Linked DNA regions of Mus musculus: region 1 is linked to region 2. The links are chromatin contacts, called in public HiChIP or PLAC-seq maps. All regions are on one chromosome and are shown on one strand. Each heading gives the region's core, a stretch centred on a gene start, on an enhancer-like site or on the middle of the called end of the contact. The rest is flanking DNA. Distances are from core to core; before and after follow the strand shown.

Evidence for each region. HiChIP or PLAC-seq counts read pairs in DNA pulled down with a chosen protein or histone mark.
Region 1: a contact with region 2 is called in a FOXA1 HiChIP or PLAC-seq map of pancreatic cancer cells. The contact joins two enhancer-like sites. A contact is called at or near these places in 23 of 39 promoter capture datasets (the 3T3-L1 cell line, 3T3-L1-derived adipocytes, the HPC-7 cell line and 13 more), 1 of 15 datasets of contacts at CTCF or cohesin (the NIH/3T3 cell line), 38 of 484 Hi-C or Micro-C datasets (the 63-12 cell line, the C2C12 cell line, the CH12 cell line and 30 more), 18 of 115 datasets of contacts at active chromatin or transcription factors (astrocytes, craniofacial prominence, embryonic brain and 12 more) and 3 of 9 other capture datasets (adipose tissue, embryonic tail and pancreatic islet).

Annotation. Positions count from the first base shown.
Region 1 is chr15:85,567,914-85,572,221 of GRCm38.p6, reverse strand. All of the region lies in intron 1 of Wnt7b (wingless-type MMTV integration site family, member 7B), which reads left to right. Among named protein-coding and RNA genes, the nearest start is that of AU022754, 11 kb to the left of the region's middle. Within about 2 kb of position 2,346, at least 51 of the 459 cell types and tissues checked have an H3K27ac peak or open chromatin away from gene starts, as enhancers often do. A contact at or near this core is called in brain and pancreatic cancer cells, where this site is marked.
Region 2 is chr15:85,478,130-85,482,580 of GRCm38.p6, reverse strand. No RefSeq gene overlaps it. Among named protein-coding and RNA genes, the nearest start is that of 7530416G11Rik, 23 kb to the left of the region's middle. Within about 2 kb of position 1,715, at least 45 of the 459 cell types and tissues checked have an H3K27ac peak or open chromatin away from gene starts, as enhancers often do. A contact at or near this core is called in brain and pancreatic cancer cells, where this site is marked.

The sequences.
Region 1 (4,308 bases), core at 1,097-3,596, 89 kb before region 2:
CTCAATAAAGACTCCCTTTTCCTAGATGACCCTAGCCTGCCTCAAATTGCCATAAACATACAAACAAATAAACAACAACAACAAACTAGCTACACTTATATGTTGTGAAGCCTTCCAAGGACTGGAGCATGGCTGGAGGAAAAGCCAGAAGTCCCATCAGTTGATACCAATGACTTCCATCACTGGGCAGAACCTTTTCCCATAGCGCTTTCCGATCCGCCCTCTCTTTGTGTTCAAAAGTCCCACCAAGCAAACCTAAGTAGTGATGTGTGGCCCACTCCTTAGAAGGAAGAAGACAGGCAGGATTTCAGATTACCCCCAGCAGGAGGCCATTGGGTGTAAAGCAGACTTTAAAAGCCCTGGTTGGGTATTTTGTGTTGCACACCTGTTACCCTAGCACTCAAGGCTGAGGCAGGAAGATCATGGGTTCAAAGCCAACCTGGGTTTCATACTGAGGCCCGTTTCAACATCTTTAGAATGAGAATAGACCAGCTGTCTTGTTGGCTCCTGACTAGGAACATAGGCCCCAGGGTTCACATTTCCAGAAAGACCTGTCTTGTGAACCTGGTATGCACAGCCTGTCTGGAGTCTACTGTTGAGTCTCTTTCCTCCCTGGCTGCTGTCACAGGGGCTAAACCAAGCCACCTTAGCATAGGACCCTGAGGGTGGGGAGACCAGGGCTAGGTGTGTCCAAGGTCAGAGTGTCTGAGACTGGATTTGAACCCAGGTCTGTAGGGCTCTGAGGTTCATGGTGCCTCCCAGCCTCTAACTAATACGGTTGCCTCTCTCACATTCGGTACAGTTTATAAGGGTTGAGAACCCAACTAGGGCAGTAGGTTGCAATTGGTCCATGGACCAGGAGATCCCAGGCCCTGAGCACAGGCTTCCTCTACAGCTTGGGTGCTAGTTTTTGCTTTAGTTCTGGGGATAGAGATGTGATGCTCTTGTAGGATGTAGATGTCGCTGCCTGGCTTGGCACTGCTCTAACAGCTCTGAGGCCAGCTTTAACAGGGAGAAAGGTAGGTAGATAGGTAGGTAGGTAGGTCTGGCCAGCCACCTTGTGACCTGTATGGAGGTTCAGTGTGTTCGTCATGATATACTCTTGGGTGCGGCTGGGCATGGACTTGAGGTATCCTTGGCTACTTGAGATCTTGGTTTTCCATCTGGGCGTGGCTCTAGAGCCCTTCTGGCAATTCCTACTGCGTTCACTTGACTCTTCACACTCCTTTAATTTACCTCAGCCTTTCCTGCCCACCTTCTTCCAAGTTCACACAGAACCCTGCAGCTCCCATAGCGGAGACCCTGACCTCCTGTTAGTAAGGATGACCCAGGGAAGGTTTTCCGGAGTAGGGTGACCCGAGATGCTTCAGAAGTCACCTCTATCAGTCTGAGGTTGAGGCAGAGACTGAGGGCTGGGCTGAGTCTGAACACCTTCTGGGAGGTTCACCTCTAGCAGGAAGTGCTGGGACTTTCCAAGAGCTGACCCTCCCCAGGAGCCAGATTTGTCAACCTGCTATCTCTGTGTTTCTGTGGTCAGGTAGACCAGGTTGGCCTGTGGGGAAAGGATGAATCTAAGCCACCGTAATGTTCCAGTAGACCGGAGTGCTGGAGTGGCCTTCTTGTGGACCAAGCAGGGCTGACATTCCCTTTGGTGACCCTGCCACAGGGTGGAGCACCAGATTAAGCCTGCCAGCTTCTCGGGGTGACCTTTTGAACCTTTGGATGGGCTTGAATGTACCATGGCCAAAGCACTGTGCAAAATGAGCGAGCCTGAGGTTGGTTGGGCAGGCAGGTGGTGTAGAGAGAGTGCTTGCCAGGGGCTCACAATTCTAGCTGCTATTTACCCTGTCACAGCTCTGGGACAGAGATGCATAGCATGAGGGACTCCAGGGACACAGCCCTGAAAATGCTCAGGAAGAATAGTGCTTAGATGTCTGTCCTCTTGCAGAGGGTGAGGTACAGGATAGATAGAGCTGGACAGCTTCCTTCCCTTCAGGCTGTGGCGCCTGTGGCGGCCATGCCTGAGGTTCTGCGTTTCCTTCCTGGCATGGTTGTGGTAGAGTATGTGACAATGACTCCACCTGAGGGAAGTCCTTTTGTGTGTGTGTGTGATAGCCCTGCTCCAGAGGCAACATAGGTTGGCGGCTTGTAGGTCAGTGATGCTTTCTGGACACCTCCCCCCCCCCCACACACACACAGACAGAGCAATGGGACAGGGTGTGTAGTCAGGGCTACAAGGCCAGACCCCTCTTCGCCTGTGCCTTCCAATGCGGGGACTCCTGTAGCAGGAAGGAACAGGGTAGCCACAGCTGCAGCGGGAAGGTATCAAGGAGGCAGAGACAAAGCCTTTGGTTTTATTGCTGCCAAGCTACTATTCAGCCTTGGACCAAACACAGCCCTTCTTTGAGCATCCTCTGGAAAATGGGAATAATGGGCTGCTAGCCAGGCTAGCCACTGGGATTGAGTGGCCCCCTTCCCAGGGCATTCATTCTGAGGCTGCTGACTGGGGAAGCCATCAAGGTCATGGGGAACATCCTAAGGTGAGGGATCATGGTACAGTCCCCAGGGGGCTTCTGACTCAGACAGGCCCCAGCTGTGATGACAAAAGATGTCAGGAATGGGCAGGCTCCTGGCTGAGGCTCACACTGCCCTGGGTGCTTGCTGTGTGGTCAGGCAGGCCCCACCCTCTCTAGGCTCTGTCTCCCACCTGATTCTGCATAAGAACTCAGCCCTGCCTTGAGGTCTGTCTGTAGAGAGATGGTGACTTGCTGTCCTCCATGTGTGGGACTTGGTCCCCAGACTCACAGCTCAGAACATACTCAGTATCCCAGGAAGTGCTGGCTCAGCCATCCAGTGTTTAGACTCCCAAACTGGCGGTAGGCCAGTGGGGCCTGCCAACTCCCTCCCACCGTTTACACCCACCTGTCCTTCTGTCCCTATGTCTCAGGTTGGTGTCTTGGCCAGCCATGCCTTCAGGGCACCTTGTATCACATAGGTTTTAAAGCAAGTGCCATGCTGGGCTTATGGGGGGGTCTCAGCACCAGTTGGGCTTCAGCCAGCCTCACAGCCTCGGGGGGGCCCTGGCATCTCTGAATGTGGCTGTCTCCATTTGTACTGTAGGAAGCAAAGAGTATGGGCCAGGGGAGCCACCTCAGCCTCTGTGCTGGGCCTGGCACACACACACACACACACACACACACACACACACACACACACACACGGTGTTTTCAAAGTGAGAACTGAGCAGGGTCAGACAGGCTTCTTGGAGGTGGAGGCACAGTGGACCCAGGAGTCCCATCTGACTGCTGGAGAGACAGGGTACCCTTCTGAGGGCAAAGACCTGATCCATTAAGGCCAGGACTTGGTATGTTATGTTGGGCCCTGCGTGCCAGGAAAGGCCCTGAAGTTTCTGAAGTCAGAGGTCAGTCAGTGAAATGACAGTGACCCCCATGAGGACTCAGTGAACCCATTAGCCCCCTTAAGCTCTTTGCCCATGTCGCCATGTGCCACTGGGTGGGCGTGGCTTTCCCATCTTCAACCACCCCAACCTACACAGGCTTCCTGCTCACCACCCCGCTTCTCCCAGACTGCCTTCTTTCTCTCCAGGGTGGGGTCCTGGGATGCCTGGCTGGAATGTTAGCTATGTGGAAGGGTGGGAAAGCCCTTAGCAGAATCTCTACTCTCTTGCCTGGGAACACCAGGAGCAGCTGAGGGGAGCAGTGGCTTGGAAAGATAGGAGCAAGTGGGGCCCAAGCTGGAGGGGAGGGACTGCCAACCATGGGCAGACTCTGTCCCCCACTACTGACAGATGGGTAGACTAAGGCCCAGATGGGTCAGAAAGAGTCAGAGACTTAGCAGAACTGGAACCTAGTTTCCACAGCCACGAAGACCCTCTTTGGGGGAGGGGGGTCTAGCCACAGGTACCCTGACTTTCGTCTCAGCCCCCTTGATATTCAAATGGGAAACTGAGGCCCAAGCAGGCCAGGGAGGGGTTTTGGAGGTGTATGAATTCCCAAGAAGAGGCCTAGAGTTGCCCACCCTCAGCCATCTGCAACCCCTGACTGCCTCCTTCTGGGTCTCTCTCTCAGTCTGTTTTCCCCTCTGTACATTTAGGCTTCAAGGTCCAACCCCAGAAACTGCTATAGGGATGAGTAGAACAAGCAGGAAGCTGAACTAAGTGTATGCTCTTTCAGCACTGTGGCGATGGGTGTAGACCATGTGCCAGGGCACGCTAAAGGGCTAGTTGGATGGCCAGGCTGGACCTGCCCCCTCTGCTACTCCCTCCAGGGCCTCACCTGGGTCCAGGTA
Region 2 (4,451 bases), core at 466-2,965:
ATTCGGGCAGCAGTGACCAGATTGCTACTGTGAAGAAGCCAGAGCCACCCAGGGCCATCAGCATCCCTGCCTGCTCTAAGCAAGATGAGACTATGGGGCATTTCACGGGTGACTTAGGCTTAAGCGGGTAGAGATGTAGTGACCACACTGGAGGCAGGGAGCCAGGAGAGGTCCAAATCTGGCACAGTCTCTGAGAGCAAAGGCAGTCAGGTAACCTAGCCAGTCAGGGAGGGAAGGAGAAGTGGCAACAGACCTAGAGTGGTGCCCCAAGCCTTGCTGACAGATTCCATGTGGGGAAGGTGGGAGGGGCAGGAGGAAGGAGGAAGAGGAGTGGAGGAGAGGAGAGGTAGGATAGCTGTGGAGATTCTGAGCCAACGTCTGGCAGAATGGAGTGGCCAGTTACTCTCTGAACTGGGAAGGCTGGGTAGGGATGAGTCTGGGCCTGGAACTGTGTGGCTGCTGGCACCTTTCCGTGGGAAACACCCCAGGAGGAAGCTAGGTGTAGGAATTCAAGCCCAGCGCAGTATTCAGCTGGCAACATTAGTGCTTGGAGCTGAAGAGTCCATGGAGACAAGGAAAAGCCAAGTCAGCTAGCCCTGGAGAACAGTAGATCTATTAAGAGTGGAGAAGGCCAGGTGGAGGAACCCCCGAAGAAGCAGCTATGGGGGGCCAGCAGCAGTTGAGGTGGAAGTGGTCTAAAGGACTGCAGAGCTGGAGCAACCAGGCAGACCTTTGGGGTAGTCAAAGGCTTAAGGCAGGGGAAGGGATGGAGATGCAAATAGATACTACTTGGGTGGGGGGCGTCTTTCTAGGGAGCAAGGGACTAAGACATGGTGCTTCAGGAGAGGTGTGCTCTACAAAGGAGCTTTTACAAAGGAAGGTATCACAGGGACTGGGTGGTGGGTATAGGCCAGGAGTCTCCATAGCATCATAAATTGAGATGACCTGAGAGTGATCCTGGGGGCTGGGGGAGGGGAAGTAACTTCCGGAGGTTGGTGTCTATAGAAGCAGGAAGGCCCTGAGCTGGCAGATAACTGTCGATGGGAATGGGTTAAATGGCTGCAGGTGGAGAAGAGACACTGAGGTTGGTGAGGCCACAGTCACACCTGCATCACCACACTGTATCAGGGAGTGGACGGGGGGGGGGGAGTGTTGCGGGGGGAGGGTTTGCATTAAACTAGGGTTGGGACTGTGCCAGCTGAGAACTCCACACGGAGATGGGGCGTGGGTGCTAAGAGCGTGCACACGAGGCGATGGAAAGTTAAGTGTGATGGAAATGACACCTGGCCTGAGGGAAAGGTGCAGGAGGCAGGGGGTTACCTGTAATGGCATGTTCACACTGCAGCTTTAGCAGGGGGTTACCTGTAATGGCATGTTCACACTGCAGCTTTAGCAAAGGGATGGCCTAACAAGGGTCTCTCTCTCTCTCTCTCTCTCTCTCTCTCTCTCTCTCTCTCTCTCTCTCTTAGCTGTCTCCATTGTTATGACAATAGCGGGAGCCCCCCCCCCCCTTAGCCCTAGGTTGCTGGGGTTAAAAGTGCAGGCAGGCAAAACCCTGGAATGGGCTGGGAAGCTTTGTCTCCCGCCCTCAGCTGGGGTGGTGCTTGAGCCAGGAGCTGAGGTGGCTGTGAGCGCACCTCCCAGAGGGTGAGAAAAACCTCCAAGGTAGCAGCAGCCAGAAAGCAGGCAGGCTGTGTGGGAAGCAGGTGGCTGCTGCCTCCTCCTCCTCCCTCCAGGCCATCCCCCAGAGGGCAGTGCAGGATCACCTCTGGCTATATGGCTCCTCTAGCTGGGAGCCCAGAGGCTGCCAACCTGCCTGATCTGGGGCTTGCTCCTAAGGCCTTTTTAGTTCAGAGTAGGTGCAGGCCAGGCAGCTCAGTGCTTGCCACAAGAGACCCTTCACATCATTGTAGTGTTGCCACTGGAGAGGAAGAACTTCCTCAGGCCACGCAGCTAGGAGTGGGTCCACTCCTTCCTCCACTGCCTGGCTCCTCCACTCCACTAGCACCCCCTCCTTTATTTTCCAATGCAGCCAGTGTTCTTATGTTTGTCCTCCTGGAAAGCCAGGACCCTGCTTGTCAAGTCAGGTCTGGCTCACACTGGACCAGCAGTGAGCACCTCTGGCCAGGCTGGGATTCAGGCCCAGGACCACCTTACACATGAAAAGGAGGCAGAGTCCTGATGTGAGGAGCCCTACTGTGGGCAAGCTATTCCTGTCCTGTACCTACTTGCTGTCTTGCCTCAGTGAGACTGTACGCCTGTCCACCTCAGCCAGAGGAAAGTGCAGTTTCTGACCCCATGCAAGCTCCCCAGAGTTCAGACCTTGAAAGACAAATGGAAAATTCGTAACTGCTCAGTACACCCTGTCTTAGGCAGTGGGTTGGGACAGGCTCCTCTAGGACCCACCCATGTCCCTACCTCATTCCAGTGCCGAGCTGGTCTGGTCTGTGGAGAGTAGGAGGTGGGTGTGCCTGGAGCACAAACCAGGGAGAAAGAGAACCTGAAGGTAGAGGCCTCAGGGGAGAGGGGCACAGAGGGACGGGGGAGGGTGGGGACCGGTGGGGTGGGAGACCACAAGGGGAGGGGAAGAGTTCTGAACAGGAAGTTCAGAAACGCAGAGAAGGAGAAGCAATTGGAAGGACAGAGAGGGGAAGCCAAGGAAGGTGAGAAGCTGGAGGTCCAACCTGGCTTCGGAATAGGTTTATCATTTGCAGGTTATTAACGGCTGGGAAGAGACTGTAGCTGGAAACCCTCCCAGTGCCAGCTAAATGCCTTGCAGAAAACCCCAGCTGTGTAGGACTCTGGGAACAAAAGGTCCCCCCCCCCCCCCCGTAAACAACTGAGGTGTGGAGTCTCTGGGTAACTCAAGGACCTCACATTCAGACACTGGAGTTGTGAAACCTGAATACCTGACGAGGTTATTTAACCGTCTTCTGCGCTTGATGGCAGTGGAATGTGGACTTACCAAGTATGAATCATCATCAGGAAAATACCCAAGTCACCCCAATTACACCATTATCAATGGCTGCATCGCCCTGCAACCCAACGCAATGAAACTGGAGAGAACGCCAGCTGGGCCGGGCCTGGAGGAATCCGGCTCTTGGCGAAGATTGCCTGCCTGGCAGCGGCCTCTGCAGTCATGCCAAGCCACAAGCCTTGTGTGGTCGCTGTGCTGAGGTGTCAGGCCCATTTTACAGTCATGGAAACTAAGGCTCACCAGAGCTCAGTCCACTCCTGTAGCTCTAACCATAGAGGAGGGCCCAAAAGGAGAAAGGTTGTTTGAAGCAGTGGCTGTGAGCTCTGGAATTGGGGAGGGGATAGAATCACTGGGGACTGCCATCTTGGAATGACCATCCAGGGAGCATCTAGTTTGTGTTAGCACATGCCGTGAGCAGTGCAGGCAACACTTCGTTAATAGGTGCAATTGCCTCTGCTATGCAGAACGGCAAGATGAAAAGAATCCATTACTGGCCATGGTCATAGAGTTGGTAGATACAGAAGCCCAGCCCTATGTGACCAGGGCCTGTTGTTCCCCTCAGTGATGACTGCCTCTGTGTCCATGGCTAAAGATGAACAAGCCATGGAACTTGTCTGCCATTATGCTCCTTGTGTGCACACCACTGTGCCCACCTGCACAGAGCACATGGGCCTCCTGCCTCCCTCTGACATTTTGTGGCAGTAAGCCTGGCCTTTTGGAGCAAGGAGCCAACTACAGCTGGCCCACCCACGAGCCGGTAGCACTCCTTGCTCTTAATCAGTAAGATATGTTTCTGGAATAAAAACCACATCAGCATTTTCATTTTCAAGTTCAGACAAGGTTGGTTTTTTTTTTTTTTTCCTTCCTACTTTTCCCTTCAGATGGGCGAGGCTAATCCTCCCTCTTGAATGACAGGTCTATAGACTCAGCCATACAGCCATACACTTAAGGCAGTATGGAATCAAGGACGACAGCCCAGGGAGACTTCTTCCTTGAGTTTTTCAGATTGCAATAACACCACAACCCATAATTACCGATGTGAAACATTTAAAGTGATCCCAAAACTAGAGTGAAGCTCACCCTTGTCCTGACTCCTGGCAAAGCCAGATGGAAGGTCCTTTCTCTAGCGAGGGTCTGCACTGGGAGGAGGAAGGGCTGACAGGGACTTACAGACTCGGAAACTCAGGGCAGAGGTGGGGGGGGGGGCAGGGAGAGGGGCACTTAGGAATTGCAGCATCCATGGGTCCAGGTGTGCACTGCACCTCAGCAGACACCAGTTACAACATCCAGGGAGACAAGATGCAGGTGGGGGGTGGCTAGGAGGGGTTCACCATGGTGACTGAGTAAATATTAGTGTTCCTTCCCCTCTGCTGTCTCATACATTCAAATGAAAAGGCTCTGCTTCTACAACTGAGCTTGATTGTGTTCTTTCTTCCTTCTTAAGAAACGGGGAAGGGGAGACAAATTCAGTGTA